Linked DNA regions of Sus scrofa: all the other regions are linked to region 1. Evidence: chromatin contacts called from public targeted proximity ligation data. All regions are on one chromosome and are shown on one strand. The core of a region is the stretch at or near the end of the contact, and the rest is flanking DNA. Distances in the headings are between cores, read along the strand shown. Region 1 overlaps LOC106508312 (a long non-coding RNA gene). Region 2 holds the start of B3GNT2 (N-acetyllactosaminide beta-1,3-N-acetylglucosaminyltransferase 2). Region 3 overlaps B3GNT2 (N-acetyllactosaminide beta-1,3-N-acetylglucosaminyltransferase 2). Region 4 has its middle 38 kb from the start of B3GNT2. Region 5 has its middle 62 kb from the start of B3GNT2.

Region 1 (6,007 bases), core at 1,511-4,010:
CCCAAAGCAGTATCTTCCCAAAAGCAAAACTGGGGAAGTTTTCAGCTAAGGGTACATGCATATTCATGAAGGGGCTTGAGTGGAGGAATTTAGCATAGAATTGGGGCAAAAGTTGACAGAGTCCAAGTCTTAGTTGATTGAAGGCAGGAGGGTTAACATCATTATTCCATCTACACCTGAGTGGGGGCCTTAGTTCCTGCAGAACTCAAAGACGGATCATTATGAATATTTCTTGAGGAGGAACTAGCACTCTGCTCTATCACTGCACTATTATTTGACTGCCTTTTATCTGGTCCTGAATTTCTTTCCTTAAGATCACTAATTATTAAGATCTATTCAAGGGCAAGAATGGCAGTCAGGCTTAGATCACCAATGGCTTAGGCCAAAATGACTTCTCTTATGTCAAGAAAGCCATTCCTGGCTCTCTTTCTCTGGGGACCCCCTAACCTATCTGCTTACATGACTAGAAAGCTGCTACCGGCACCTAGTGAGTAGAGGCCAGACATGCTGCTAAATGTTCTGAAATGTACAGATGAAGCCTCACAATAAGGATTAACTGGTCCAAAGGATCACTAGTGCTAATGTGGAGAAACTGACTTGGGTCCATCTCACAATCTCCCCCTTCCCACCCCACCCCTACCTCATGATCTGATTTATTTATTTTTTTTAGGGCTGCACCTACAACATATAGAAGTTCTCAGGCTAGGTGTCAAAGCGGAGCTGCAGCTGCCAGCCTACAGCACAGCCACAGCAACACCAGATCTGAGCTGCGTCTGTGACCTATCCCGCAGCTTGTGGCAATGCTGGATCCTTAACTCACTGAGTGAGGCAGGGATTGAACTTGCGTCCTCATGGATACTAGTTGGGTTCGTAACCCACTAAGACACAATAGGAAACACCCCCCCCCCCGCCCCGTGATCTGATTTCTGTTACAGCAGTGGTCCAGGGCCCTGGGTGGGGGGCACATGCATTCTCACTTCAGTATCTCTTAGAGGCCACATCAGAACATGAAGGACTCAGTTTGTACTCCAGCTACAAGTTCATGCAAACAAAATAAAGATTTTTGAGGTACTGGAGTGCAGCAGAAATGAATCTGACTAGGAACCTTGAGGTTGCAGATTCGATCCCTGGCCCACTCAGTGGGTTAAGGATCCAGTGCTGCCATGAGCTGTGGTGCGGGTCACAGAGGTGGCTCAGATCTGGCATTGGTGTGGCTGTTGTATATTTTGGCAGCTGTAGCTCTGATTAAACCCCTAGCCTGGGAACCTCCATATGCTATGGGTGCAGTCCTAAAAAGCAAAAAAAAAAAGAATTTTGAGGTACTAACACATATAGGTGATATTATTTTTATATCAGGCTCTGTATTAAGTAAGCATTTTACATATTTTATCTTTGGCAATTTTTGTAAGCCAGCTTAGATGCTGTTATTATCCCTATTTTAAAGACTGGGGAACTGAGACTTGGAAAGGTTAAGGAACTCACCCAAGGCCGCAGAGCCAATAGTTGACAGGGCCAGGTTTCCAGCCTAAACAGGCAGACTGACTCCGGCACTGACAAACATATCCAGGCAAAGTAAAGATGGCACATTCCTGGGGCAAGCCCATCTGGTGCCCACCTTGGGCCTGCGGAGGTCAAGGGCTTGCTGCCATCCTCTGGGACAGAGGGATCAGCACCCCTCACTTCTTAGCATATCTGCAACCCCGACTCTCCAAGCTGGGCAGGGAACAGCCTGACCTGCTGTGCTTCTTAAAGAGGGGAGAGCAGAGAGAAGGGAGAGGCGGGCTGGTTTTGTACAAGGGACAGTAAAGACAGAGACCAACAGGAAGAGATGGGCGAAGAAGGGAGGCTTGGAAGCCCTTTATTATTTATTATAGCAGAGGAAAGAATGGGAGGTTTGTTTCTAAGCCATAAATAACCTCCTTTGATCTCTGTACATATCAGAGATAAATGAGTCACTTAGGCCTCAGAAATTAATGATTGTTCCAATTATTACCTTAAGTGACCTTCCAGCATTAGTAATCCCTACCACTCCCTGCAAAGAAGCTGTGTCAGGGTTTGACCAGGGTAGGGGAAGAGGCCAGTCTGAAGTGGGGAGCGTTCTTTCGGTGATTGAGCTCACTTTGCAAAGAGGAAACCAGTCTCAGCTCTTAGGGCCCAAGAAGAGCTGGAGCCAGACACCAATCTCTGGGCTCCGCTTCTGTCTTTGCCTTTAGGACCCTGCTGACTCCTGACCTCCCTGAGAGGGTGGGTGTAGAAGGATCTGCAGAGCTGCCTGGCCATCTGGAAGCAAACAGGGGTTTGGTGCCAAGTGAACATGACCTTCCGACCTTCCGCAGGCCCCTTCCCATTCAGATTCGAGGAAGAGCTTTGAAGTTTCCTTTGTGTTCGTGTTTTCTTAGCCCTGATCCCGCTGTACTGGAATGAGTGTGCAGCCCTGCCCATCCCTGGAGATTTATCCCCCATCTACAAAAACCTTAGAAAAATACTGCAAGCTCCACCCATCATCCCCAAACCACTGACTGCTTTTTCCTCAGGCGAAAATACAAAGGAGAAGCTCAGAACCCCCACCAGGAGACATTCTGTTCGTGTTTATAGTTTCTCCAGAGACATTCCGATGACACCCCCCCACCCCACCCCCGGAAACCAGATCCCAGGGCAGGAGCTCCTAAGATGTGCGTGTTGGGAGGTATGGAGAACACAGCCAGGGGAAGGGTCAGACCACAGACTGTCCCTGAAGCCTCCAGGCTGCCGGCTAGGGCAGTACAGGCAGACCCCAGAGAGAAGAAAAAGCAGGTGGTTTCAACCTTTCTGGTCACACCCAGTGAGCCAACCACTGCGCTTTGTGTAGACAAATATTGGTCTCAGGAATTTTGTTGCTCTGAAAGTCACAAAAGGGCCTCTTCTGTCATATTGCTCAGAAGGTTGGTAAGTCAGTATTGAAAAAGAAGGTGTGGAGGGGAGGATCAGGGGGCAGTGGAGTGTGTCTTGAAGAAATACTGAAGACAGTTAGATAGAGGAGAGAGAGAGGGAGAGAGGGAAACCTAGAATCCCAAAGCAGCTTTAGAAGATTTTACCTGGTTTGCTGTTCAGGGTGGAGACTCTTAGAAATGGTGCTATCTTGTGGTTATTAAGGGGAATTACAACATGTCTGTATATGTCTGTCTCTCTCCCTCCTTCCCTCTCCCCCTCCTCCTTCTCCCTCTCTCTCTCTCCCTTCCTCCAGGCCATATTCCAAAGTCAGATGTTCATTTTTTTTTTCTTTTTTTTGTCTTTTTGCCATTTCTTTGGCCGCTCCCGCGGCATATGGAGGTTCCCAGGCTAGGGGTCTAATTGGACCTGTAGCTGCCAAGCCTATGCCAGAGCCACAGCAACGCGGGATCCGAGCCGCGTCTGTGACCTACACCACAGCTCGTGGCGACGCCGGATCTTTAACCCACTGAGCAAGGCCAGGGATCGAACCAGCAACCTCATGGTTCCTAGTCAGATTCGTTAACCTCCACGACGGGCACTCCATTTTTTTTTTTTTTTTAAGTCAGATTTTCAGATTTCCATATACAAGTTTCTAGAATGGAACCGTCCAAAACCAGTACCTACCAGCCACATACATTACTTTATACTTAAATGTACATTAATTGCGTGAAATATAATGTAAATTTCACTTCCTCAGTCACACTAGCCACATGTCAAGTGCTACTGTACTGAACAGCACAAGTGTAGAATGTTTCCGTTGTGGCCAAAAATTCTACTGAATAATGCTTTTTTAGAAAGTTCAGAGCTGGCGTTTCCATCATGGCTCAGCGGAAACGAATCTGACTAGTATCCATGAGGATACAAGTTCAATTCCTGGCTTCACTCAGTGCGTTAAGGATCGGGCGTTGCTATGAGCTGCGGTGTAGGTCGCAGATGCATCTCGGATCCCGCGTTGCTGTGGCTGTGGTGTAGGTCGGCAGCGGCAACTCTGTTTTGATCCCTAGCCTGGGAACCTCTGTGTGCCATGGGTGCAGCCCTCAAAAGACAAAAAAAAAAAAAAAAAAAAAAAAAAAAAGGTTCAGAGTTGTCATTTGATAGAACATTACAGCAATTCAGAAGAAATATAGTTTAGAGCCTGCTTTCTGCTTTCACAGTGCCCACTGGTTGAAGATTTACGGAGCAATTTCTCTCCAAACAATTTCCTCCCTCCCACTGTTAGAGAGGGCTCCAGGAATGGCTAGGGCAGTGCCCGTATTTTGGTAAGAAAAGCAGACCCGGAGTGGGCTACACCTGGGTTAGAACACAAGCTCTGCCACTTAGGCTTCTTTGGGCCTTGGTTTTCTCATCAGTTTCTCGGGATTTTTCCAGTTCTACCAGGCTGTGATCTGCCAGCGTTTTATGAGAGCTGACGTCACACCAGGAAGGAGGCACCCATAGCATCTGCAAATGCAGGGGCTCAAGCTGTGGATCTTGGCGTTCCACCCAGCCTCCACCAAATAGCCCCAAAGCCATGTCCACATACCTCTCAAGTGAGTCCCTATTTACCTGATGAAATACCTGTTTGGTGTTTGACACAATTCTTTTTTTTTTTTTTTTTTTTTTTGTCTTTTGTCTTTTTAGGGCTGCACCCGAGGCATATAAAATTTCTCAGGCTCGGGCCCAGTCGGAGCTACAGCTGCTTACATCACAGCCACAGCAATGAGGGATCGGAGCTGTGTCTGTGACCTACACCACAGCTCATGGTAATGCCATATCCTTAGCCCACTGATTGAGGCCAGGGATCGAACCTCGTCCTCATGGATACTAGTCATGTTCGTTAACCCCTCAGCCATGACGGGAATGCCTCAATTCTAACTTTAACATTAATTTAGGGGTTCCCATTGTGGCGCAGCAGAAACAAATCCGACTAGGAACCATGAGCTTTCGGGTTCAGTCCATGCCCTCGTTTAGTGGCTTAAGGATTGGCGTTGTAGAGGCGGCTGGGATCTGGCGTTGCTGTGGCTGTGGCTAGGACGGCAGCTGTAGCTCCGATTAGACCTTTAGCCTGGGAACCTCTGTATGCTGCAGGTGTGGCCCTCAAAAGACAAAAAAAAAAAAATTCATTCACTTATTCAGCACATATTTATTGTGATCTCACGATGTGCCAGACAGTGTCTTTAAGACCTGGAGACTGCCTGTAAATAAAAACATCTCGCTCATGCACTTAGCATTTTAACTGGGGAGACAGCCTTTGGGCATGTAAATACATCACATAATGGGAAGCAGTGTGAAATGTAAGGAAGAGAAATCAAGTGGGGTGATTGTCAGGCTATTTCAGACAGTAATTGACTAGGCCCGAAGTTTATAAGCAGCTGACATCTGTTCAGAGGCCTGAATGAGGCGAGGGCGTGGGCAGAGTGCATATCCAGGGAAGAAGGAATCCTTAAGGGTAAAGGATGCAAAGGCCTCTGTGTGATCTCCTTGGGGTTGTGGCTCCAGCAGAAGCAGCTGTAGGAGCTGGCACACAAGGTAGTCCAGGGGTCTAGATTCTGGGGCTGAGAATAGATCCGAATTGTATCCTGCCTCTGGCCAGTGCTGTCATTAGCCTGAGATCCCTTTAGAGAAATCCACTTGTCTAGGGCCCACGGAGCCTGCGGGAGGCTACGCTTAGTGTCTGGTCAGTTCTCTCAAGATGACTGTTCTCTTGCTCTCTCTACCTCCCCTGCTCGACCTGTCCCAGTCCCTGCTTCACCTACACCCCATTCGCCTAAATGACCTTCCTACTTACTTGCCCCAGGTCCTAGCCAGTGATTGTTCTTATCAAGGGGTGGTGAGGGGCGTGCCCCTCGGGTTATTTCCCTGGTAACCCATGAGTCAACCAATTCCTCCTGTAATTGGCAATCTCCCCCTGCCCTTCCCCTGCTTCCTGCTACCTGTCCTGTCCGCTGGGCACGGTGGCTGTTGCTCCAGGATCTTGCTTCAGTCTTGGAAGAGCACCCCGCCCCCACCCCCAGCCATTAAACCACTGATGTCTCTGTTTCTGACGCAGGGCTCTTTC
Region 2 (6,007 bases), core at 2,227-4,726, 200 kb before region 1:
TCCACTTCCCCAATCTCCTACTTTTTTTCCTGCCTCTTTGGCTGTTCCTCCACTTTCTCTGCCCGTTTGCTTCCGTCTAGCCTTAAGATAAGGGTTCCTAAAGCTCAGTCATAGGCCCTCTATACTCTCCTCAGAGGCCATCTCACTCTCATGACTTTCTTGCCACCTCTACACCAGCTACTTCAGTCCCAGCCTCTCTACAGAGCACCAGACCCTGCAGCCAACCACCTACACAACATAACATCTCCACGTGGACATCCTACAGGCGCCTCAAACCCACCCTGACCAAATGTGAACCTTGAGGAGGTTTTCTCAATCCCCCTTCCCTAAGGTTCCCCCAACTCAGAAAATGGTACCACCATCCATCTGTTTGAAGAAGCAGCGATCTGGGTGTTTTCCTTGATTCCTCCTTGGCTAAGTAATCCCCAGGTCTTGTTAGTATCTACATCTTTCCATTTGCTCCACTGCTTAAACAAACAGCCCTTTCACTTATATTATAGCAACAGCCTCCTGACTGTCCTTCCACTCCGCTCCTCCCCCTCCCTTATTCCTTCATCACATTGCAGTCAGAGGGATGGTGTGAAAATGGTATAGTAGGCCCTGCATGATCTAGTCTCTGCCTAGCTCTCCAAACTCCTCTTCAAAGCCACCCCTACCCTCACCCCCCTTTGCAGCCGGAACCAGCCAGGAACTCTGTTCCACTCTCATCTTTGCCTAAGTAAATCCTACTCACCCTTCAGAGTTCAACTCAGATGTCACCTCCCCTTGGACTCCCAGACAAATGGTCCCTCTTCCTTGCACTCCCTTTGGCCAGTATCACAATTGTCATTATACAATTGACAGTGCATTTAATTGTTAAGCTCCTCTCTCTCCAGCTAGACTGTGAGCTCCGAGAGGGAAAAGTGTGTCGGCTGTGTTCACCATGCTAGTGCTGAGCCCTGTGCCATGCACCTAGGAGGTGGTCGACACATCCTTTGTTAAATAAATGAATAATACATCTTTACCTACTGATGATGGGCCCAGGCCCCAACCCAAGAGCAAAACTACAGCCGAGTGGGCATTTAGCATTGAGTAACTGAGTGAAATAGTGGAATTTAGCATTGAGTAATTCCCCCGAAGACACAGTGTAACTGTTACAGATACACTCCCAGCTGCATTAATTAATGGCACTATGGAGAGAATGCCTTTATTTTTTAATTTCAGGGCCTGGGCAGTTTTTGGCAGCTGCAGAGGATAGAGCTTAATTTCCTTGTTGGTTGCCAGCTGACATTGTAGCAGCTCCTCTACTAAAAACCAGTTGGCTGGCAGGCCCTGAAAGTATGTCTGTGGCTACTAGGAATGCATTTAAAAGGAAGACACATATGTGTAGAAACAATCAGATTTTTCCTGATCTGATGGCGGGGAAAAAAAAAATCTTCAGATGTTAGTCTTGTCCCATCACAGCGTTTAAAGATCAGAAGAGTAGCCTAGAGATATTTTTATTTAAACCAAGGAACAGGGGTTCAGGATTAATTATTTTGACATGGAAAGACATAGGCTTCATTTGTTTATTAGCTTATACTTTCTGCAGCGTTCTTAAACAATTTCTAATATTTTTATTTATTTGAAGATGTTTTATTTGTTTTCTAAATTATGGAAGTTAATATAACTGGAAAAAAAATTCAAAGTCAATAAGGGTATAAAATTCATCTCCCTCAATCCCACATCTGGGATAATAGTGGTTAACAGCCTGTCTGTATCCTTCCAGAAGTTTTTCTTTGAAGATACAAAAATCCGACTGTTTCTTTGACTTTATGTCGCAATTTTAGGAGAATCATGTGCTCAACATAAAAGCAAAAAGGACTTAAGACTGCAAATCAAAACTTTCCCAGAAGTGACTCAGAATTTCTATTTCGGAGTTCCCGCTTTAGCTCAGTGGATTATGAGCCCCACTAGTATCCATGAGGACGCGGGTTCTATCTCTGGCCTGGCTCAGGGGGTTAAGAATCTGGCATAGCTGCAGCGGCTTGGATCCTGTGTTGCTGTGGCTGTGGTGTGGGCCAGCAGCTGCAACTCCAATTTGATCCCAGCCCTGGGAAGTTCCATATGCTGCTGGTGCGGCCCTAAAAAGAAAAAAAAAAAAAAAAAAAAAAAAAATAGAATTCCTGTTTCTAGAGGATGACACCCAGGTGGCTCCTTGCCTCTAGCAACAACCTGCCCCTCTTTCAATCTGAGCTTGGTTAAGAGTAAGGGCACGTGGTTGAGTAGGCTGAGCTCAAAGGTGCCTGAAATTACTACTTTAGCAATTCTTTCTCTTTCAGCTAATTCCACCTCAGAAGCCAGAAAAATGCAAATAATTAAGGGTGTGGTGCTCTTAATTCCTTAGTCTGATTATCTAGAGGGGATTGCTTTCTTTCTGGAGAGATAAAACCAAAAGAGGGGATGCTGTCAGGTGCGCCTCTTGGCCAGAGGCTTACCTCCAGGCAGTACGTAAGGGGGATAGAACTGATTGTGCTAGATCTTTCAAACCAGGGCAACCTCTCCATCCGGTTGCACCGGGCTCACCTGGGGCCCTCAAAGTTGTGTCAGCAGCATCTTGGGCTCACCTTAAAATGCAGTGCTCTGGCGAGCCCGCTGGGGGACTGGGATAGGAGGGCGCGTCAGTGGTCCCCAGAGTCCCATTGGGTGTGTGGGGGGTGTAGGCACCAATTCCCCATCCAGCCTGAGGGATGTATATCACAGCTCGGCCATTAAGGCTGCACCTAGGTATCCGGGCCGTGGTGTGGGTTCGAGGCCCAGTTTCTAGGCATGCTGCGTTTTTGGCGTCCTGAGACTTGCCAGGAACCTCAAGAAAACCATCTGTAAGACACCACAAAGAGAACTAAGACTCCCCTCTCCTCATGTACTGGGTGGCTTCATAAAGATCGGGTAACAGTTCAAAGTAGGCATCATTTGAATACCTAAGAGGTGGCAGCAGGTACTGGAGGGTCAGAGAGCAATGGTCAAGTTCCATTTTGGCCCCAGGAACCCCTACCTTCATCTTCCATGGTGGAACCCCAGGGTTTTGCTGGGGCACATTGGCACAAGCACTTGGGTGGTCGCAGTTCGGCCTAGAACCAGTCACAAACACTCTGGCCAGAAGAGGCCACTGGAGTCCTCACCAGGCCATGTGCTTAGTTTCCCAACGTCAAAGGTACTACAAGAAGGATTTAGGTTAGACTGGAGTTGGAAAATAGTTCTTTTGAGCTTCGAGCTGCCCTTTTTCCCACCGAGGGTCTAATTCTTAGGGTCCCTTTCCCCTAGTTTAATCCTTTGCTTCTCAGGTATGGGCATGGAGAGACCCTGGAACCAGGAGCAACATCAGCTTGGGCGGGTCCCAGGAGCCCCTGGCAGACAGGGAGAAGCTGCGCCTTCCCTAAACTTGGGTCTCTGGGCTGCGGGCCAGACTGGGCGGTAACATGAGGGGCGGTGCCCGGCCTGATTGGCGCATCGGGCAGGGGCGGGGCCGCGAGGACCAGGAGGGCCGGGAGTCCGGAGGCGGTGGAGACGCCACGAGCCGTGAGTGAGGCGCGGCAGAGGTGGCTGCAACAAGTGCCGGAACCGAGCCCGGGCCGAGCCGAGTCAGTCACCCCGTCGCCGACACCACCAGTCCGCCCTTCGCGGGCGCAACGCATGGAGCGAGAGCGGCGGCGGTCGCCGGGCTGAGCCGCGCGGAGCGGCAGGGACGTGGATGCAGCCGCGATCTCCCGCCCCCGCCCCGCTGAGCAGGAGCTGCTCCCGGACAAGGTAGGGCCGGGCGGGTCTACACTCCCGCAGCCTCCCTCCCACCTCCCAGGCTGGCTTCGCTCCCTCCTAGCTCTCTAGTTCCTGGCTCCCCCTTCACCGCCCCCCCCCCCAATACAACCCAGTTCCTCGCCGGTTCCGGCTTCGTACCGACGCCCCAGCGGAGGAAACCGTCTCTAGGTGGCTTCTGCCGCATTTAGGTGTCCCCGTCCTCCCCCTCGGCCCCCCGCCACCTTCTTTGCCCTGAAGGAAGAGGATAACGAAACCCATGGTACCATGCCTTCTGAGCCTCTTGCTCCATTCCACACCCGCCCCGGGACCTAGGAATATCCCTCCCTCCCCACTGCACCCCAACTTCCGGGGGAGCCCGCGCGGGGGTGATGCAGGCGTTGGGAAGGGGAGTCTGAGGCTGGGCCTCCTCATTTGGGTTGTCCTGGCGTTTCGGGGAGGGGGCGGTGGTAGGTTTCGCACTTGCACCCCCGCACCCCACCCTCGCACTGCGCTGCCTCTGGTGCCGCATGGGGAGATCAGGTGTTTTGTGAGCCAAAGAGCTGCCGGCAGTCTCTCCCCACCCCCATCCGCCTGCCACTGCCACCTCTGGGTCCCTAAAGGCTGGTTTCTGTGAAACTTAGGGAGAGAACCTTTTGCTGTGACCTCTACAAAAATATTCCACGGCGCCCGCGTTGAATGATTAACCAGGCTGCTTGACCGAAACCTGGGGAGGGGGAAGGGTGGGTGCTTTGGGGAGCTCGTCGAGCCGGCCTCTGTAAAACACCTGGCGTGCAGGGTGGTCTTGGATCGGTGCGGACTCTTCCTGGCCTGCCGTGGGACGGCAGGCCGACCCTTCTGGAGGCAATGAAACCCAGTTACCTTAATTTCCAGGCCACAGTATTTTCCATTCAGGAAAGCCCCAGAATCCACTGTCTCCTATGAGAAGGGGAGAAGCAGCCTAGATAATCCCTACAAGTGTCAGAGCCTGAAACCTGGGTTGGCGAGGACACTCTCCTTAAAAAGTAAAGGTGGTATGCTTGTCTTTTCATCCCTGTCCCCCATGGCCTCCTGAACCTTCCTAACTTAGTAGTATGGTAATTTGGAACAATTATACCATATTCTCCTACCGCTCCCTTATTGGAGCCTTGCTGTAGATTTCAGATTGCAAAGCCAGTTGGTGAATATGGGCTTCTGCTTGTTATAACAAATCTTTCCGGTGTAATTTTTGCCTCGGGAGTTAATGGGATGGTTAAAGAGGTGGCTGACAGGGCCAGGACTGGGATGGTTAAAGAGGTGGCTGACAGGGCCAGGAGGAGACCCAGCTGAACCCAGCTCCGTGCTCGGGCTCCCGTCTTGAGCCCTCTCCTGGCCTCCGCCGTGTGGATCTGACAGCATACCTCCGGGGAGGATAGGTCTAGTGGTCACTTCTTCCCCCCTGTCCTAGTTCCCTCTTCTGCTTCTTTTGAATGGAGGTTATTCAGCCTGGTGGAATTTGGGAGTGTTAAAAGTCTGGGTACCCATAAACTGGATTAGATTTTAGGACCATGGACTGGCCGAAGCCGTATACTTGAGAACCTGTACTTAGAACTATACTTGAGAACCTTTCTCTGCTGCCAAGCCTTTGCACATGTCTTTATCTTATCTCCTGTTTGGAAGTACTTTCTCTGTTTGGAATACTGTTACCCTTGGGAAGCTGCCTGTAGCAGGGGCTCATGCCCTTCATTTTAATTTTTGTGCAGATGGCATGTGTGTGATGAACATGAACTTTCCGTAAGAGTTCCCACTTCCCACCTTCACTGTTCGGGTCTTGATTCTGCAGCATACTGCTCGGTGGCCTTGGACAAATTGTTTAGCATCCCTGCCTCTTTTTCCGTGTCTAGTTTTGGGGATGGTAGTGTCTGTTCCACAAGATTGTTTTTGAGGACAAATAGGAAACTTTTTGCCAAACTCCTAGTTTTGCATCATGGGAGTTAAGAATCACTTAATAAGTGGTGGTCATTGTGTAATCAATGTAGACGGTCCCCCAGGCACCAACTTCCTCTTACCAAAAACTGTAACCATGTTGATTGGTCTGACTGAGACTAAAATCAGCCAAATTTGGCAGCTGGTGGATAGCTTTTAAAATCCAGGGAATGAGGTAATCTTTTGAGAAAAATAAACATAATATGCTGGTAAAATTATGAATTGATTTTTTCCCCCCGGGTTTTTGATGGCAAGCTTAGTATATATATAGGTGACTTGTAGTTGTAAAGAT
Region 3 (6,007 bases), core at 937-3,436, 180 kb before region 1:
TCCAGCAGCAGCATTTGTTAAGTTAGGTGTGGACACAATGAACCCTTACCCAGAGAGGCTTGGGGCCCAAGAGCACTTGTCCATTCTCTCCAGCAGCCTCATCCCATCTGCCCACAAACTGTCTGTGTGGGTCTCTGCATGCTGACACCCTGGGCACCCAGCCCAGCTCTGGGCTGCCCTGCTTCTCCCCAAAGCTCTGATACCTACCATGTTTCAAGCCCCACTCAGGTCCTGCCTCGTCCTCTGCTGTCAACTAATGGACCATTGTCTATTTATTGCTTATCAATTGCTTATCAATTCACTGTACAGCACCCGTGCTTTATACACTTTCCCTCTAACTTTAGATTTAGATAGCACTGTTTATGGTTGGGGATGAGTTCAGATTGGTGATGCAGAGATCTCTCACTTGTGCCAGTTTTCAGCTGTTGCTTGTCAGCTCCAAATTTATCCTTTGTTGCCTGATCTGTGAAAATGGAGCAGGGCCTTCAGATATTTTTTCCTTTGCCTTCTCTACTTTGAGGGCCCTGAAGAGGCTGTTGCAGGATTTTCCTTCCTGGTTCCAGGAGTCTAGAACCTACACTTCTGGGCACCTGCAGGCCATAGCGTTCTCCAGCTTTTGGCTGCTGTGCATTCTGTCCAGCTCTGGCAGCTGAGGAAGAAAGGGGAGCCTGGGCCCAGCCCAGGTTGCTACTTCTCTTCAGCCCTACATGTATGCACACTGGGAGCCCTGTGATTCTGGCCATCTAGTGAGCTGGCCACCTATCTTTGTGCTTAGTATGGCCCATTTTGTCCAGGCCGTGCAATGAGGTATTAAGTTCCTGCAGAGGGAGGCTTCTCCAGGTCCTGGTTCCAGCGGCCCCCTGATACCCTAGGTATATGACTCCCTCTGCGCCCTTCCAGCTGTGTCCCAGTTTTGTTTCCCTGTCACCCTCCTGATGGGTACTCTGTTCCAGACTTTGTGCCAGTACCCTAGAAGGTGGTTCCTGCTTTCCCAGTGACTGGACCATCTCTAGCCTGGGCACCCAGGAACTTTTCTGCCATCTATACCTTCTTCAACAAGCTCCCAATCTTTCACATTTATCCTTTTGGGGGTACTTTTTATCTGGCACAGGGTACGCTTTAAGGTTCTAGTCTATCTTTATAGTTACTCAATTACCATATTTTTGAACTTCCCATGCTTAAGTTATCGTGTGGTTTTTGCCTCCTGGTTGGACCCAGACTGAAATACATCCCATGTACCCCAACTAAGCAAAACAGAAGGATGAATCAGAGAGAAATCTAGGGATTTTTCTGAGGGCTTGTTGAGAGCCTGCCAGCCAGACTTTGTACCCAGGTTCTGGGGCTTGGAGTGGAAACTCTTACTGAGCCATATCCATGCATGGGCTCTTAACAAGGGCTTCCAAAACACATTCAGCTCCATTGCAACATTTCTTTTCTAGGATGGTTTTCCACCTAGGTAAGTAGATGTCCCCGAGTTTTCAGTCTGTCCCACGGGCCTTCCTTCCTTCAGACATGGTCACCCTGTCCCTCTACTGTTGTGGGTCCTCCCATCGCCAGGAGGGAGGTGTGGCAGCTCCTCTGTCTGGGGATGCGATGGCGGGGAGTGCTGCCAGAGGAGCACTGGAAGCTCTGCAGAATCCCACGCACCTGCCTTCCCACACAGCTGGGGCTGGGTGGGGCTTTTCACTCCAGTTTGCCATTTCAAATCTTGCCCTAACCCACCCAGGTGTAGACAGACTCATCACTTCTGTTATTCTTACCTTCCCTAACTTTAGAAAATCCTGCTGTTATACTTGCATATTCAAAAAGGTGAGACAGATTTCTTTTAATACGTGTCACTGACCAGCACACATATAAGTGATTTTCCAGTGTCATCGCTTTAGAGAAAGAGCATGTTTATTTAATTAATCTAGTTGCTGCTGAACATCTGTATTCAGTGAACTTGACCATATGACCAAAATATGTTTGTTCAGCCAATGCTGACTGACTCTCAAATGCCACGTGCAGAGGTCATGGTGGTAGACACAGTGCGAGACCTCCATCACAGAGGATGCCCTAACTCCTGGGAGGAGAGCTTCAGAAGTGACCCTGGACCTAATTGAGGAGGAGGAGCTCTTCAGGAAGGCAGAGCAGACAGAGGGCACTTGCAGATGACAGAGGAGCTGGGGCTTTCCGCAAGAGGGAAATGTGTTTGCTGTGGTTGGAGGTTAAAGTGTATCTGCTGCGGAGTTGGAGGATGTTGGCAGGGGGTGGTGTGAGGGGAAGCACAAGCATCCTAAAGGGCCCTGGCCAGGACCAGAAGGGCATGTGAGTGGAGGCTGGAGGAATGAGGCTGGTGGTCAGGCTGGGGCATATCCTTGGGCAGGAGATCTCATCCAAGGGGCCTCATCTCATCTTGTCCATGAGGCCCTGAGCTCCGGGAGTGGAGAAGAGAGGAGTTGTAGAAGATAGCACGGCTGCAGTTAGGCTGTGAGGGAGCCGAGGTGTGCTGGTGACCAAACGGGGGAGCAGCATGAGCGAGGGATGTGGGTACAGGGGCTGAGAGTGGGTAGCGGAGCTGCGGGAACGAAGGGGTTGGGCTCCCGTGGCAGCCAAAGGCAGAGTGTGAATGGGAGAGGGGAGAGGAGAGGAGGAGGTGCAGGTGAGGCGTGGAAGTGGGGACTTTCGACTCCTGGGGGAAGAAGCAGCTCAAGGTCCTGCTACAAGGGCAAGTGGAAGGAGCGATCCATTGCAGATGAGGGGCCCAGGAAGAGAGACTCCACAAGGTTTAGAGCTAATATCTGGAGTTAACTGCATCCACTTGTAATCCTCCTTTCGGAGGTAATGGTTTAAGGTGGTGGGTAGATGGATTTCTAGAGTGAGAATATTTATAAAAGAGGCAAGAACACTAAAACTTGAGAAATGTGCTTTGCGTTTGTTGTGGGAATCAGAAGCCATGAAGGAAAACTCTTGAATGCTCATTGCATGGTAGTTAACACACTGGTGTGGCAGGTTATGTCATCCCCATCTGACAGATAAGGAAACTGAGACTCAGAGATGTCAAGTAACTTGCATAAGGTCACACAGCTAGTAATAGGTAGCATAATCAGACTTTAACTTTGACTCTAGATACCAGACTCTGACTTTCCAAAGTGAAAAATGATCTGGGACATTCTCTTCCTCAAACATCTACCAGCCTTGTTTTATAATGACACAGTCTTATACCCTGAAGATCTCTAACTCTTGCCAGTTTTACTAAAGGCAGGGGCAAGATGGCCTCTGAGAAGGCTGATTCCCGTTTACTAAATTTTCTTCCTCTTTTTCTCTAAGTTCTGTCTGTGTTTATCTGAGGATTGGACTTGGTGATTGATTTTATTTTAAATGATAAGAACCATTTGAGAAAGATCAATCACACTAGGCTTGGGGACCTATGTAATCCATGGAGACCAGAAGGTGCCTCAGACACTTTGGTGTGTATATAATGTTGCCTGTGGCAACATGTAGGTAAACAGATTGACCACATGTCCTTTTTCCTTTACATTTTGAACATGAAGGGAATTATTACTGACTACAAACTCAATTCCTTGAATTTAGCTGGTAGATGTTCTATGACTTAGAGACCAGAACGCAGTCAGACACGTTCTCTATCTGTGCCGGGTGTTTGGGGAGGCCTGGGGCTCTTGGGCCCTGGTTAAGAACCCAGGCCAGGCTTCTTGCTCCTGTGAAGGAACAGGCTCTAGGGCTGGCCCAGCTCTTCTGGTCCCCACCGAGCAGCTGCACTCACACTCTGATCGCCGCACTGTCTGCCCTGAGTGCCAGGAGGTAGGTTCTCTCCCCCGGAACCGCTTAGCTGCAAGCTGTCCCTGTCTCTTTATCTGAGCAGAACCTGGAAAGGCCTGGCAAGGACCAGGCAACAGATGTGAGCAGCCTGGGAGGGAGGTAAGGATTTAGGAAAGCCACTCTGGCCAGGCTTCTAGAGTGAGGGCAGGGGAGGTTGTGCAGGCAGGATGACGTACAGGTCCTCTGCCCCCTGATATGGCAGGGGGCCAGGGCTCTTTGTCTCTTGGAGGATTCGTGTGTCCCGTTTGCACAGGAGAGTGAGCAGGAAGCAGATTACCCTGGACGTGAAGTGGAGGAGGCTGCTAGCTGAGGAGGCTGCTAGCTAAGGAGCTTGGATTTCCAGCCTCCAAGCCTCAGCCTGACTGGATGGAGTGGCTGGTCAGTTCATTTCATGAGAAGGGCTCGCCTTTCTTTTTCTGTCTGCCTGCCTGCCTCCCTCCTTTCTTTTCTTTCTTTTACACGCATCCATTGTCTTTCAGATTCTTTTCCCACATAAATCATCACAGACTATTGGATAGAGTTCCCTGTGCTGTACAGCAGGTCCCCATTGGCCAATCACTCCATATACCTCAGTGTGCAGATGCCAATCCCAAACCCCCAGTCTGTCCCTCCCACCCGCCTGTCCCCTTTGTTAATCATAAGTGTTTCAAAGTGTGTGGTGGCTCTGTTTCTGTTCCTCAAATAAGTTTGTTTGTGTTCTTTTTTTTTTTTTTTTTGGATTCCATATACAGGTGATCTTACATGATGTTTGTCTTTCACTGTCTGACTTAGTCTTGCCGTTCGTTCTTTTATCCTTAACTTTGGTACAGGGGGCGGGAGGGAACCCTAGGCAGTCTTGGGCGCAGGTTCTGGATTGGGCCTGGGTGTGGTTGCTGGCTCTGTCCCTGACCATCTGCCAACATGCCTGAGCCCCTTGGATGGGGGAGTCAGTCCCTGACTTGGAGTTTTGTGAGAGTGAGTCCTCAGGGCTGTCTGTGGCCACCTTAAAATGTCTTCTGGCCAGTGCTTTGCTTTCGGAACTGGAGGGAGCCTTTTAGGATCATCCTCTTCAGTGGTTCCCAGTCTAGTGTCCAGCAGTGGCAACACTGGAATTGTTTGGACTGTAGAAAATGAAATGACTGTGGAATTATCGGTAAATTTTACATGATCCTGCCCTACCTCCCATATCTGACTTCGACTGATGGTAGTTTTGAGGGTTCAAATGTATAAATATAAAGCTTTAAAATTGTTAAGTTAATTTTTTTTTTTTTTTTTTTGTCTTTTTGCTATTTCTTTGGGCCGCTCCCGCGGCATATGGAGGTTCCCAGGCTAGGGGTTGAATCGGAACTGTAGCCACCGGCCTACGCCAGAGCCACAGCAACGTAGGATCCGAGCCGCGTCTGCAACCTACACCACAGCTCACGGCAACGCCGGATCGTTAACCCGCTGAGCAGGGGCAGGGACCGAACCCGCAAGCTCATGGTTCCTAGTCGGATTCGTTAACCACTGCGCCACGAGGGAACTCCTAAGTTAATTTTTTAAGAAGATTAACCATTGAAAGTTTGACTGTCATCCTTTTAGTTCCTTTAGTCATAGGCCTGTGCTGCAGTGTTGATTTGCATCAGGGTTTAAAACTCAGATTCTGGATCTGAGCCGCTTAGGTTTGAATCCTGGCTCTGCCATCTGCCAGCTGTGTGACCTTGGATGAGTTAAATCACCTCTCTCTGAGTAGCTGCCTCAGAACATCACTGGTGCCCGGCACATAGCCGGTGGTACCTGTTTATTAAAATAAAGCAGATGTGTTCATATTTTACTATTATTTTTAGGAGTCCCTTCTGATAGATGGGTTCAGAAGAAAGGTGTGCAGGTCAGAGCCTTGGCGGAACACTGCAGGGTCCAGTACAGCGTTGGAGTGTCATGGTCTGGTCTAGTGATGGGGGTGTGAAAATGGGAACTTCGAATCCGGATTTGCGTGCGATGTGTTCCCCACCCCCACCTGAGGCCTGTCTAGATGTGTGTGTGGTGGAAGCTTTTGAAGGGGAGAGATAGTGTGGCAGCATTAAGGAATATTAAAATAACCTATAATCCTCCCACCTGATTAAACCGGTTTTGTTTCTGTGTGCTGTTTTATCTGGATTTTCACATAATTTAAGTACAGCATCTGCGCTGTTTTGTAATCCATTCAGCTAACACAAATTTTTTTTTTTTT
Region 4 (6,007 bases), core at 1,409-3,908, 160 kb before region 1:
TGGCTGTGGCTGTGGGGTAGGCCGTCAGCTGCAGCTGATTAGACCCCTCGCCTGGGAACCTCCATATGCCTCGGGTGCAGCCCTAAAAAGCAAACATAATAAATAAATAAATGCTAGGGTCATCTGCCAGATAATTTTGAAATTGAACTTTAATTAAACAATAAATCTGAGGAGTTCCTGTTGTGGCACAGTGGTTACGAATCCAACTAGGAACCATGAGGTTACAGGTTCGATCCCTGGCCTTGCTTGGTGGGTTAACGGTCCGGTGTTGCTGTGAGCTGTGGTGTGGGTTGCAGACATGGCTCGGATCCTGCATTGCTGTGGCTCTGGTGTTAGGCTGGTGGCTACAGCTCCGATTCGACCCCTAGCCTGGGAACCTCCATATGCTGAGGGAGCGGCCCTAGGAAAAGGCAAAAAGACAAACCAAACCAAACCAAACAAACAAACAAAAACCAATAAATCTGAGAAATTAGTTATCATGATTTATTCAAGTCTCACGTGAAAGGAAGGGTGTTTGCCCTTAAAATCATCTTAAAAGGTAGAGGCTGAGAATGAGGCACTTTTTTGTCTGTAAGGAGCCCGTAAAATCTTGTTTCTTCACATCATGTGTGAAATGCTGTACTTATTAATTGTAAGATGCAACACCTTTTACATAAGTTTAAAGACCAGTTCAATATGATTTGTAACAATTGTATCATATGACTCATTGCGGAAGTGTTAAAATGTGACATACTTCATCTTAGAATTTAATTGAAATACGGCATTAGTATACACACATACACTCTTAAATTGAAGATGGAGCTCTGTTGAGGTTTCTTTCCTTCTTCTGTCACTTTGATCTGTGTTTAGAAATGTTCGCTCAGGCAACCATGGTAGTGGCTTCTGAGCTCTGGCAGTGGTTTTCCTCCTGTCTGTTGTGTGTGTAAAAGGGGATGTATTGATTGTGCTGAAGCAGCACAAGTAGAGCTTTTAATTTGATTCTAATCCAAGGGCTTATTTCCAAGTCAGGGGCCTGGCAGGTGAACAGGGGTGCTTGCAGCTTCCTGACAGCTGCCCTGCTTCGGGGAAGTGCCCTTTCCTCCTATGCAAGCAGCAGGCCGACCCCATGAACAACTTGCGGCCTCAGTGTCAGCATGGGCTCACTCGTTGCTCTGGGATCCTACCATCTTCTGTCGTGCCCATGCTCATCCTGTCTTCAGCTAACACTCTCTTCCAGTTCATCATCCACGCCCTTCCCAGACTGGCTTTCCTAACCATTCTATGGAAATGGCCATCAGTAATCCTGATCCTGGCACCAATTTCAACCCCCTCCCCTTTTAAAGGAACTATGTCAAAATGAAAAAAATATTATCCTACCCTTGGTTGGGGTTCTTCCAGAAACAGACCTTAAGAGGCGGATTCTAGGAGTTCCCTTGTGGCACAGCTTGTTAAAGTTCTGGTGTTGTCACTGCAGCAGCTTGGGGTTCACTCCCTGGCCAGAGAACTTTCACATGCAGAGGCACAGACCAAAAAAAAAAAAAAAAAAAAAAAGGAAGGGTTCCCTTTGTGACTCAGTGGTTAACAAATCCAACTAGGATCCATGAGGATGTAGGTTGGATCCCTGGCCTCACTCCTTGGATTAAGGATCCAACATTGCCATTATCTGTGGTGTAGGTCGCAGACACGGCTCGGATCTTACATTGCTGGCATAGGCCAGCAGCTGTCGCTCAGATTTGACCCCTAGCCTGGGAGCTTCCATATGCTGTGGGTGCGGCCCTAAAATAGCAAAGAAAAAAAAGGAAAGAATATTAGTATCAAGGGACAGTTTCTTTTTTGTTGGGATCAGAGCACTCTGATTCTAGTGCAAGAGGGTCCATAGTCCATGGCAAAATGATGCGAGGAAGGAGGGCAGCCAGTAGAAGTGTGTGCTAAGCCACCTGGAACTGGATTTCAGGTCAAGAAAGAATATTAAGGAAGTTCTCTTTGTGGTTCAGCAGTTAACAATCCCGACTAGTATCCATGAGGATGTGGGTTTGATCCCTGCCCTCTCTCAGTGGGTTAAGGATCCAGCGTTGCTGTTAGTTGTGGTGTAGGTCGCAGACAAGGCTTGGATCCTGCATTGCTGTGGCTCTGGCGTAGACCGGCGGATACAGCTCTGATCTGACCCCTGGCCTGGGAACCTCCGTGTGCCCTGGGTACGGCCCTAAAATAGCAAAAGCAAAAAAGGAAAGAATATTAATATCAAGGGGCAATTTCTTTTTTTTGTTGGGATCAGAGCCCTCCCTGCCTTGCCTTGACCTTGCTAATACCCACCCTGTTCAGCCTCAAGCACCCTGACCCTCCTCTGACCGCCTTGGAGTGAGGCCTCTCCTTCCCTCCCTTGTTTGTCTTTATTTTCGTGATGACAACTGGCGCTGGCCTGAAAGGGCCTGGGACAGAGCTGTCTCCCCCTCTGTATAGCTCAGCAGCTGAAGCTACTGAGGGGCGGGGTGGGGGTGGGGATGGCCCAGGCTAGAGGGCCCTCGGGCTTTTTCACAGACACTCAACGCTGCCCAGGCCAGTAGCCCTTCAGCTGCCAAAATTTCCTGAGTGGGTAGGAAGAGGCCAGGCCTTCCCAGCTCAGTCTGGCCCCACCCAGCTTCTCCCCGGGCCCCAGAGAAAGGCCTGGCTCTCACTTCCTTTGAATCACTGGACTTTTCCTCCTCGTGTTCAAGGCTTCAAGGGACTGGGCTCAGAATGCCTTTTCCTACTTGTCCTACTTCATTGCAAAATGAGACAGAGTCATGGGTTGTTAACTAATCATTAGGTAATTTATTTCCCGTCTGTGGGTAGAGAGGAGAATGGAAACAGAGAACTTTGTTGGCACATCGAAGAGTTAGCCGGGGGCCAGGTTGGAGGAGCCTAGCAGGAAACCTAACCATGCAGAGCCCCAGGGTCAGACGACAGGTTTCAGGATCCAAAACAGTGACAAGGCTCAAGTCCTGTCTGTCCTTCCCGTTGGAACCTGGGGGCCCCCCCGCACACCTGGAGCCTCTGATCCGCTCTTGCCCTCCTGGCTGGGAGAGGCCAAGGGAGAAAAGAGAGGCCAAGGGAGAAAAGCCAGAAAACGATCACGCATGGGCAACCCAAGCCTCCTCACGAGCAATAATCTCACATGGATTTTTCTGCTTGTGGGATGTGAGACATGAGCGGTGGACATTGAGGGGCGAAGTTGTTGGGCTTAAAGCTGGTGGGAAATGCCTTTATTTATTTGATTGCAAAAGCCTCCCCGAGTGAGTCACTGTGGAAAGAATGAAGAAGGAGGGGTTGTGATGCCTGGTCGGGAAAGCTGGAGAACCTTCTCACTCATGGAGTCCTGCTGGATGGAAGAAGACGAACGGGATGAACAGAAGATGCAGGACAAACCCAGGGAGAGCCCGCTGGCCCGAGAGGCAGGGGAGGAGCACTTCACAGCCTGTCTTGCTGGTCCCACCTCCAGAAATTGTACAAGTGCTTATTAGAAGGAGCTGGCACCGCCCTGCAGCTGAGTACCTGCTCAACATAGGGGCTGTCCTAGCATTTACACCCTCCAGATTTTTTTTCTTTCGTACCTGAGAATTTTTTGGGTTGTTTTAAGAATCAGTACACGGGCATTTCAGTTTGTACACAATCTTACTATATGCAACCCAAATCTAAAACCTCATATAGTTGTTCTGGTGACTTTCCAGCTTCAAATTTGGAGGCCACTTTTCCTTAACAGGATATCAAGTACCAGTACCTTCAGATACTGATCTGCTGTTATATGTCCCATGAATTCACAAGTTAATATCATATACATGACATCCTCAAATCTTCCGTCATTCACAACACATTAACAAAGTTACTAGGAAAACTGGACTACGAGACCAAAGATGTTACCGAGTGCACAAAACTCTGAGCCGGGGAGCCAAGATTAAGGAGTGGTTTGCCTTAGGAAACAATGGTACCAGAAACAACACGGGAAGAGAACTAAGTAATTAAAGTGTTCAAGACATTAAGTGAACAACTGATTTCCAAATTGCCATTTAGTATGTTTTGTGTTTTTTTTATTTTTTATTATTATTTTTGCTTTTTAGGGCTGTACCGTCGGCATATGGAGGCTCCCAGGCTAGGGGTCTAATCAAAGCTACAGCTGCCAGCCTACACCACAGTCACAGCCAGATCCGAGCTGTGTCTGAGACCTACACCGCAGCTCATGGCAATGCTGGATCATTAACCCACTGAGTGAGGCCGGGGCTTGAACCCGAAACCTCATTGTTCCTAGTCAGATTCCTTTCCTGCTTTGTGTTATAGGATATAAAAGCTACCCCTTCGGCTACAGCTCCGATTCGACCCCTAGCCTGGGAACCTCCCTATGCCGCAGGAGCGGCCCAAAGAAATGGCAAAAAAAAACACAAAAAAACAAAAAAACAAAACTGCGTTGCTGTGGCTCTGGCGTAGGCCAGCGGCTACAGCTCCGATTCAGCCCCTAGCCTGGGAACCTCCATATGCCGCAGGAGCGGCCCAAAGAAATGGCAAAAAAAATAAAAAATAAAAAATAAATAAAATAAAAGCTACCCCTTGAGTTCCCGCTGTGGCACCACAGGATCCATGGCATCTCTGCAGCGCCAGGACACAGGTTCAATCCTCAGCCCAGCATAGTGGGTTAATGGTTTTGGCATTGCCGCAGCTGCAGCACAAGTTGCAACTGTGGCACAGATCTGATCCCTGGTCTGGGAACTCCATATGCTGTGGGCAGCCAAAAAAAAGAAGGGGAAAAAAAGCTACCCCCATCTAGGGAACGTTAGGCTGACTCCCAAGACAATCGAAGCCTCCCATACTCACTATCCTATTATTTTCTGGTTGTACCAAAAAATAAACAACCAGCAAATGATTTCACCTCTTTTAAAAAAGTGTGTACACTTAAAAATGTTTTGAGAGTTACTAAAAAGCCTTGCATTTGCAAAATAGTTGATAAAACTATTCCTTTGGATTGTACAAGAAAGGAACCAGGGATCACTGACAGGACCAGGCGTGAGGTGTTAATCAGACTTGGCTTCTTTCTCTCCTGCTTCATCAGAGACTGGGCTCTCCTCATTCTTAGTTTCTCTGTTTTCTGCAGGTAAATCTTTAGTCTCTTGATTAGCCACTTTGGCCTATTTTCCTGTTGCTCTTTTATTTTTTGTTTGGTTTGCACTTTTTTTGTCTGAATGTTTATCCATTCCTGCTGCCTTTTTTGGCTTTATTTCCACTTCTGCAGGAGCAGATTTAGATGACAGACTCACTCATCTCCTCTTGGGCTCCTCCTTCGCTGCCTCCTCAGCCGAGCTGACCTTCTTCTTGGGCATCATTATGGCAGGGCAGGTGTACCAAGAGCTTCGTGAAGCTGGCCTGCCTGGCTGCAGCTGCTACCCCCACCAGAGCTGCTGGAACTGGCAGATTTTTTTTTTTTTTTTTTTTTTTTTTTAATGGCCACACCTGGGCATATGGACGTTCCTAGGCTGAATCTGACCTACCCTGCAGCTTCAGCGATGCTGGATCCTTTAACCCACTGTGCCAGCCAGAGATTGAACCTGCACCTCCGTAGCAACCCGAGTGGCTGCAATTGGATTCTTAACCCACTTTGCCACAGCAGGAAATCCTAGATTTTTAATAATATGGCAAACAATGTATTTTTCTACTTTATTCAAAGTCTGGGAATTTTCATTGCTGGCAGATGAACCCCATAAATTACTCTTCTAAGATGGGATTGGTTTATTTGGAGAGTGTTGCACTTAGAAAACTTGAAATTCAAAAATAGTTTTAACTTTAAATTAATTTTTGACTCACAGAAAAGCTGTAGAGCACAACTTGCTGTCGTGCCTCAGCGGTTAACGAACCTGACTAGTATCCACGAGGATGTGGGTTTAATCCCTGGCCTCGCTCACTGGGTTAAGGATCCAGTATGGCCATGAGCTGTGGTGTAGGTTGCAGACCAGGCTCGGATCTAAGTTGCTCTGGTTGTGGTGTAGGCTGGCAGCTACAGCTCTGA
Region 5 (6,007 bases), core at 1,935-4,434, 140 kb before region 1:
GAAAGACAGGTCTTTCATCAACTCCCTGTAAAACAAAGAGGAGGAATATCAGAATTATGACAGGAGATTCTAGAAAGAGCCATTAATCCTGTCAGAGGATTTGGCAAGAATAAACAGAAAACGGTGACTTCTGATCCTACCTTGAAGGATTTTGATAGCAAAGGTAGATGGCATGCTTGGATGGAGGATCTGGGTGAGCAAAGATCCATAGGTTATTAAAAGCACCAGTTAGTGATGGAAAACCACATTGTCAGGTGCCTGCTGTGGAACTGGAGAGTCCAGGATTTTTGTAATTATTGGCGTGGTTGAACAGTTCTTCCATAGTCATCGTCTGCTGCTCTTCTATTTACGTTTTCTGTATTTGGTCTTGGTCTTAGAACTTGTCCTTAGGTCTTGGTCTAGAGCTTGATGTTCTTCTGTTACTGCAAATCACAAAAAGACTCCCCTTTTCCTATCTTGGAAAGAAAAGGCTTGCTTGGTAGAGGTGTAGAATCTGCTTTGATTTTATTAGGCCCTCCTGATGGATATTTGGACGTTTCACCATTCTACTCTTATTTGATTCAAGGTAATCTGAAAAGAGGAGAAAGGAATTCTTGAGCCACAAAACCCAAATCATGGTTTCTCACAAGCTGCTCCACATGGGGCAGGAGGTTCTAAATCACAGCAACATGGAAAAGATGTTATATTAAGCTGTTATTTTTTCATTCAAAAGTTATTTTTGTTACTAACTACAGATTTAATAAAATACTGGCCAACTCTTGACTGTGTATCTTAACTAAAAATAGAGAGCACAGGATTCAGAATCTAGCTGACGTGGGTTGGAATCTGGGTGCTCCATTTATTAGCCATGAACCCAGGGGTATGTAACTTAGCTTCTCTGAGATTCAATTTTCTCATCTGAGAAACAAGTCTAACTGAAATATAACCAAACCTTCCTGGGCAGCTCAGATCTGGCCTCACCAAATAATGGTGCATTAGAAAAAGAAGGGAAAAGCCCCTATAAATCTGATTGCAAAGGGATTAAAGAATAATCTCTTGTGTTTCTTTGAAATTAGGACATGTTTTCAACCCATAGGAACTTGCCTTTTTTTTTTTTTTTTTTTTTTAGGGCCACACCCAAGGCATATGGAGGTTTCCAGGCTAGGGGTTGAATTGAAGCTACAGCTGCCGGCCTACACCATAGCCACAGCAATGCCGGATCCTTAACCTACTGAGCAAGGCCAGGGATTGAACATGCAACCTCGTGGTTCATAGTCGGATTCCTTTCCACCGTGGACCTTGTAATTGATAGCTTCCCTTCCTTCTTTCCTTTCTAGCACATAAAATGATACATTTGCCATTGATAATATCTTATAGTCACTTGTGTCTTAGATCAGATGAAATGTGACAGATTCTGTGCTGAGGTTTTCCTGGAGCTATGGAGAAAGGAATAGATTATACTTCATGTATCAGAACTTCAAAAAATCCTCTCCAAATATCTCACTCTTTCCCCAAATTCCCCTTGCCTCTATAGTGACCTGACATTTTCCTGTTTTATCTCCAGCCACTTCTGCTACCTGCCAGCCCTTGCGGGCCTCTCATTTCTGCCCTCACCTTTCTCCTCATTCTCCCCTCCCCCACCTTAATCTCTCGCTTCTATAGCCCCTCAGAGTCTCCATCTCTTCTTTCCAATTTAGCCCCTTCTCTTGGTGGCTCCATTTCCTGTCCCCAGGAGCACATTCCATTCAGGAAAAGAAAGAGTTCTCCAAGTAATCTACTGTCTTCTTTAGAAGGAGAATAGCAAGGAAGCGATTATGGCTACTTAACATTTAATTTCATGTGTGTGGTCTCAGAGATAATCATGCTGACCCCCTCGTGAGGCTTCATGAGGATTAGAAGAAACAGGAAAGGAGTTCCCGATGTGGCTCAGTGGTAACGAACCCAACTAGTATCCTTGAGAATGCAGGTTCAATCCCTGGCCTTGATCAGTGGGTTAACCATCCGGTGTTGCCATGGGCTGTGGTGTAGGTCACAGATGTGGCTTGGATCTGCCATTGCTGTGACTGTGGCGTAGGCTGGCAGCTACAGCTCTGATTTGACCCCTAGCCTGGGAATTTCCATATGCCACAGCCCTAAAAGGGGGGGGGAGAGACAGGGAATGCAAATACTTGGCAAGTTGCTGGCACATGTTAATAATTCAATCAATGTTAGCAATCATTATTTACACGTGTTCTATAAATGATGATACAATTAACATTGTAATCCCACACAAAAGAAAAAAGGCCCATGAATAAAGAATCACCCATTGTCTCACCATTACATATTTTCCTGGTTGTAATACCATAAAAATGCCATGCTGAAATCGGATTTTTATGCTTTTCCAGTGACAGAAGCATTCTTGTGAATCACAGACCATAAATGGAGATGTAAAAGGGCGGAAAGAAAGTCATTGCGCATTTTAATGCATTTTAACATGTAGCATTCTGTGATATTTTTAGATCACCACTCAGAGGAACTTGCTGTCATCTCCCTGTGGCATGAATTGCTTTTTCTCCAGAAGAAGGCCATTTGGCAAACACACTGAAACTCAAAGGAATGCTACCACCTTCTATTCTAATGAAGTACCTGAAGACTATTTAAAAAAACTTTGGAAACTAGGGCAATAATTTTTAATATGCTTTCCTATTTCTAATCATGGAAGAGCACACCCTCACAGGGTTTAAAATATAACCTGCGGTCTTGATTGTCACTTCACATCACATGACTGGAATTGAAGAGACCACCTCAGGGCTGAGACCTTGCTACAGACTGAATCGTGCCCTGTACCAGATTCATCGGTTGAATCCCCAACCCCTAATGGGATGGTATTTGGAGATGGGGACTTTGAGAGGTGATTAGGGTTCAGTGAAGTCATGAGGGTGTGGCCCCCATGAGGGGGAATACTACCACCCATAGCGCCCCCATGAGAGACACCAGGGAGCTCTCTCTCCCTGTGTAACACAAAGAAGAGAGCACGTGCAAGGCAGTGGCTGCGGACAGGGCAAGAGAAGGCGCTCAGAAGGCAACCTGCCTCCCTGGCACCTTCATCTTGAGCTTCCCAGCCTCTAGTAATTTCCGTTTGTTTAAGCCACCCAGTCTATGGTATTCTGTTATGGCAGCTTGAATAAACTAATACAGTCTGGGATCCTCCCGTATTCAAAGTCAGCAGAAAGGTTAACACTGAGCTTTCTTAGGTCAGCCTCTCCGTGCAAAGGGAAGCAAGTCTCCTTAGTGACAGTTGAGTCAATATAAGAAGTAAAGAACATTTGCGTAACACAGGCATATTTCAGAGACATTGCAGGTTGGGTTCCAAACCACCACAATACAGTGAGTCACATGAATTTTTCTGTTTCCCAGTGCACATAAAATTATGTTGAAACTATACTGTAGTCTATTAAAGTGTGCAGTAGCATTATGTCTTACACAAAGTACAGACCTTAATTTTAAAATGCTTTATGAGGGGAGTTCCCATTGTGGCTCTGTAGTTAATGAATCCAACTAGCATCCATGAGGACTTGGGTTCGATCCCTGGCCTCACTTAGTGGGTTAAGGATCTGGCGTTGCTGTGAGCTGTGGTGTAGGTCGAAGACGTGGCTCGGATCCTGTGTTGCTGTGGCTCTGGCGTGGGCCAGCGGCTACAGCTCCGATTGGACCCCTAGCCTGGGAACCTCCATATGCTGCAATGTGGCCCTAAAGAAAAAAAGACAAAAGCCCCCCCAAAAAAACAAAAACAACAACAAAAAAAACAAAACAAAATGCTTTATTACTAAAAAAAATGCTAACCATCATCTGAGCCTTCAGGGAGTTGTAGGAGAAACATCAAATGTCACTGATCACGGAATACCATAACAAACATAATAATGACAAAGTTTGAAACATTTCAAGAATTACCAAAATGTGACATAGAGACACGAAGTGAGCAAATGCTGTTGGAGAAATGGCACAGATAGGCTTGCCTGATGCAGGGTTGCCACAAACCTTCAATTTGTAAAAAATGCAGTATCTGCAAAGTGCAATAAAGAAAAACACAATATAATAAGGTGTGCCTGTGTTGCAAATGGAGCTTTGATGAAACCCAAAATTAATTTTATTTTAAGAAATTGCAATGTGCTGCTCAACTGTTCCTGATTCTTTGCTGTCTGAAGGAAGGAGCTGATGAATCCCCAGCCAGTGCAGGATATTTTGCCGTCTCAGGAGGTCTATGCTGCCACTTTGGCACTGACCACTTCAGCAGCTTCTGGGGGCCCCGTCATTTTGTGGTTCAGCTAAGAGACCTTTAGACCATGTCTGGAGTAGGATACAAATGATCTGTGCCTCTTGACCTTGAGGATAACTACATTCATCTCTAAAGGGTAATTCTTAGCTCTTTTTTTTTTTTTTCTTTTTCTTTTTGAGGAGGGGGACTCTGAGAGAAAGAATGTAACTATGGTAAAATTTGGAGTCATTTCCCTGAGAATGAGGTGACAGAAAAAAATTTTCCTCTTCCCTTCCTCCTTTTTGCTATGTATTTGTGTTGTGGGAGAAGGAAAGTTTGCTCTTTAAAACAGGAACTGGGAGTTCCTGCTGTGGCTCAGTGGTAACGAACCTAACTAGTATCCACAAGGACTTGGGTTCAATCCCTGACCTCCATCAGTGGGTTAAGGATCTGGCATTGCCATGAGCTGTGGTATAGATTGCAGACATGGCTGGGATTCTGCGTGGCTGTGTCTGTGATGTAGGCTGGCAGCTAAAGCTCCGATTTGACCCCTAGCCTGGGCACTTCCGTATCCCACACATGTGGCCCTAAATAGTGAAAAATAGATAAATAAATAAATAAAACAAGAACTGGAGTAATGCAGCACTGTAAGTCAACTATACTCCAATTTAAAAAAAAAAAAATTGAAGAGTTCCCTTTGTGGCTCAGTGGTTAACAAACCCGACGAGGATCCATGAGGATGCAGGTTCTGTCCCTGGCCTCGTTCAGCGGGTTAAGGATTCAGCATTGCCATGAGCTGTGGTGTAGGTCACAGATGTGGCTCGGATCTGGCATTGCTGTGGCTGTGGCGTAGGCTGGCAGATGTAGCTCTGATTAGACCCCAGCCTGGGAACCTCCATATGCTGTGGGTGCAACCCTAAAAATCAAAAAGCGGAAAAAAAAAAAAAAAAGCAAAAAGAAAAAGAAAATAAAGGGTTATTGCCATGGCAAAGATTCCATTTCTGGCTGCCACCTTCCCATTCTAGAGAAATGTCTTATTTTTTCTGAGGGGAAACGTTTCTTAGTCTGGGTGAATCCCTTGCTGGCCTCAGTGTTCAAGGTGGGCACTGACTTGCCCAGGCCAGGAGAGTGGGCAGCACCTTCCCAGTGAGGCGGGAAGAATTTTGAATAGAGGAGGGGCCCAGGGGCAGCAGGGAAGAGAAGGGAGGGCGGGCGGAGAGGTTTAGAGAAAGGAGAGTGGAGGACTTAATATCCAGGCTGCACAGAGGCAGACCCAGGAATGCTCCCAGGTTGGCATAGTGAACATGGTGGCTGGGCAGAGCTGCAAAGTGGCCTCTCTCCAGTGGTTATAAAGGCCGGCCACACACAGCCGCTTTGGACAAGTGACGGCTCTGTGAAATCAAGAGGGAGCTGGGTTCTGGGGGGGTAGGGCCAGAGAAGGAAACAGCCCCAGTGCCTGACATAGGCATTCACTGGGAAAAAGAAACTTGAGTGAGGCCAGAAGAAGGAAAAGGTCGAACCATTTAGATGCAGAGGTGAAGGACAGGGCCACTCCCTGAGGCTGAGGCTGTCCCAGCAGCCCTCGTCAGGTGTAATGAGGATGTGCTTTGACTTCTGGTGCCGGAACAATCCCAGCCAGAGTCCACAGGAGCGAGGACACAGCCAGGGCTGTGAGGACACAGCCAGGGCTAGTCTTGACAGTCCTGCTCATTGTCCTGGGAAGCATCAAGCCCCAAGTCTCAAAAGGAGTCCCAGGCGACCAGAGTGGTAGACTGACTCTCTGGTGGTCTAATT

What was found.
Region 2: a contact with region 1 is called in a targeted proximity ligation map of alveolar macrophages. A contact is called at or near these places in 2 of 5 promoter capture datasets (fetal liver and liver), 18 of 47 Hi-C or Micro-C datasets (alveolar macrophages, brain, embryonic fibroblasts and 12 more) and 2 of 2 datasets of targeted methods (alveolar macrophages and skeletal muscle).
Region 3: a targeted proximity ligation map of alveolar macrophages shows a contact between it and region 1. A contact is called at or near these places in 10 of 47 Hi-C or Micro-C datasets (brain, embryonic fibroblasts, fibroblasts and 6 more) and 2 of 2 datasets of targeted methods (alveolar macrophages and skeletal muscle).
Region 4: a contact with region 1 is called in a targeted proximity ligation map of alveolar macrophages. A contact is called at or near these places in 3 of 47 Hi-C or Micro-C datasets (embryonic fibroblasts and skeletal muscle) and 1 of 2 datasets of targeted methods (alveolar macrophages).
Region 5: a contact with region 1 is called in a targeted proximity ligation map of alveolar macrophages. A contact is called at or near these places in 3 of 47 Hi-C or Micro-C datasets (embryonic fibroblasts and skeletal muscle) and 1 of 2 datasets of targeted methods (alveolar macrophages).

The regions. Positions count from the first base shown.
Region 1 is chr3:79,500,229-79,506,235 of Sscrofa11.1, reverse strand. LOC106508312 (a long non-coding RNA gene) reads left to right here. Exons shown (of 6, transcript XR_002342643.1): 2 at 4,339-4,499. Among named protein-coding and RNA genes, the nearest start is that of TMEM17, 87 kb to the right of the region's middle.
Region 2 is chr3:79,701,518-79,707,524 of Sscrofa11.1, reverse strand. B3GNT2 (N-acetyllactosaminide beta-1,3-N-acetylglucosaminyltransferase 2) reads left to right here and starts at 3,476. Exons shown (of 2, transcript XM_003125112.5): 1 at 3,476-3,765.
Region 3 is chr3:79,680,215-79,686,221 of Sscrofa11.1, reverse strand. All of the region lies in intron 1 of B3GNT2 (N-acetyllactosaminide beta-1,3-N-acetylglucosaminyltransferase 2), which reads left to right. Among named protein-coding and RNA genes, the nearest start is that of B3GNT2, 21 kb to the left of the region's middle.
Region 4 is chr3:79,662,977-79,668,983 of Sscrofa11.1, reverse strand. It overlaps the pseudogene LOC100521006. Among named protein-coding and RNA genes, the nearest start is that of B3GNT2, 38 kb to the left of the region's middle.
Region 5 is chr3:79,638,953-79,644,959 of Sscrofa11.1, reverse strand. No RefSeq gene overlaps it. Among named protein-coding and RNA genes, the nearest start is that of B3GNT2, 62 kb to the left of the region's middle.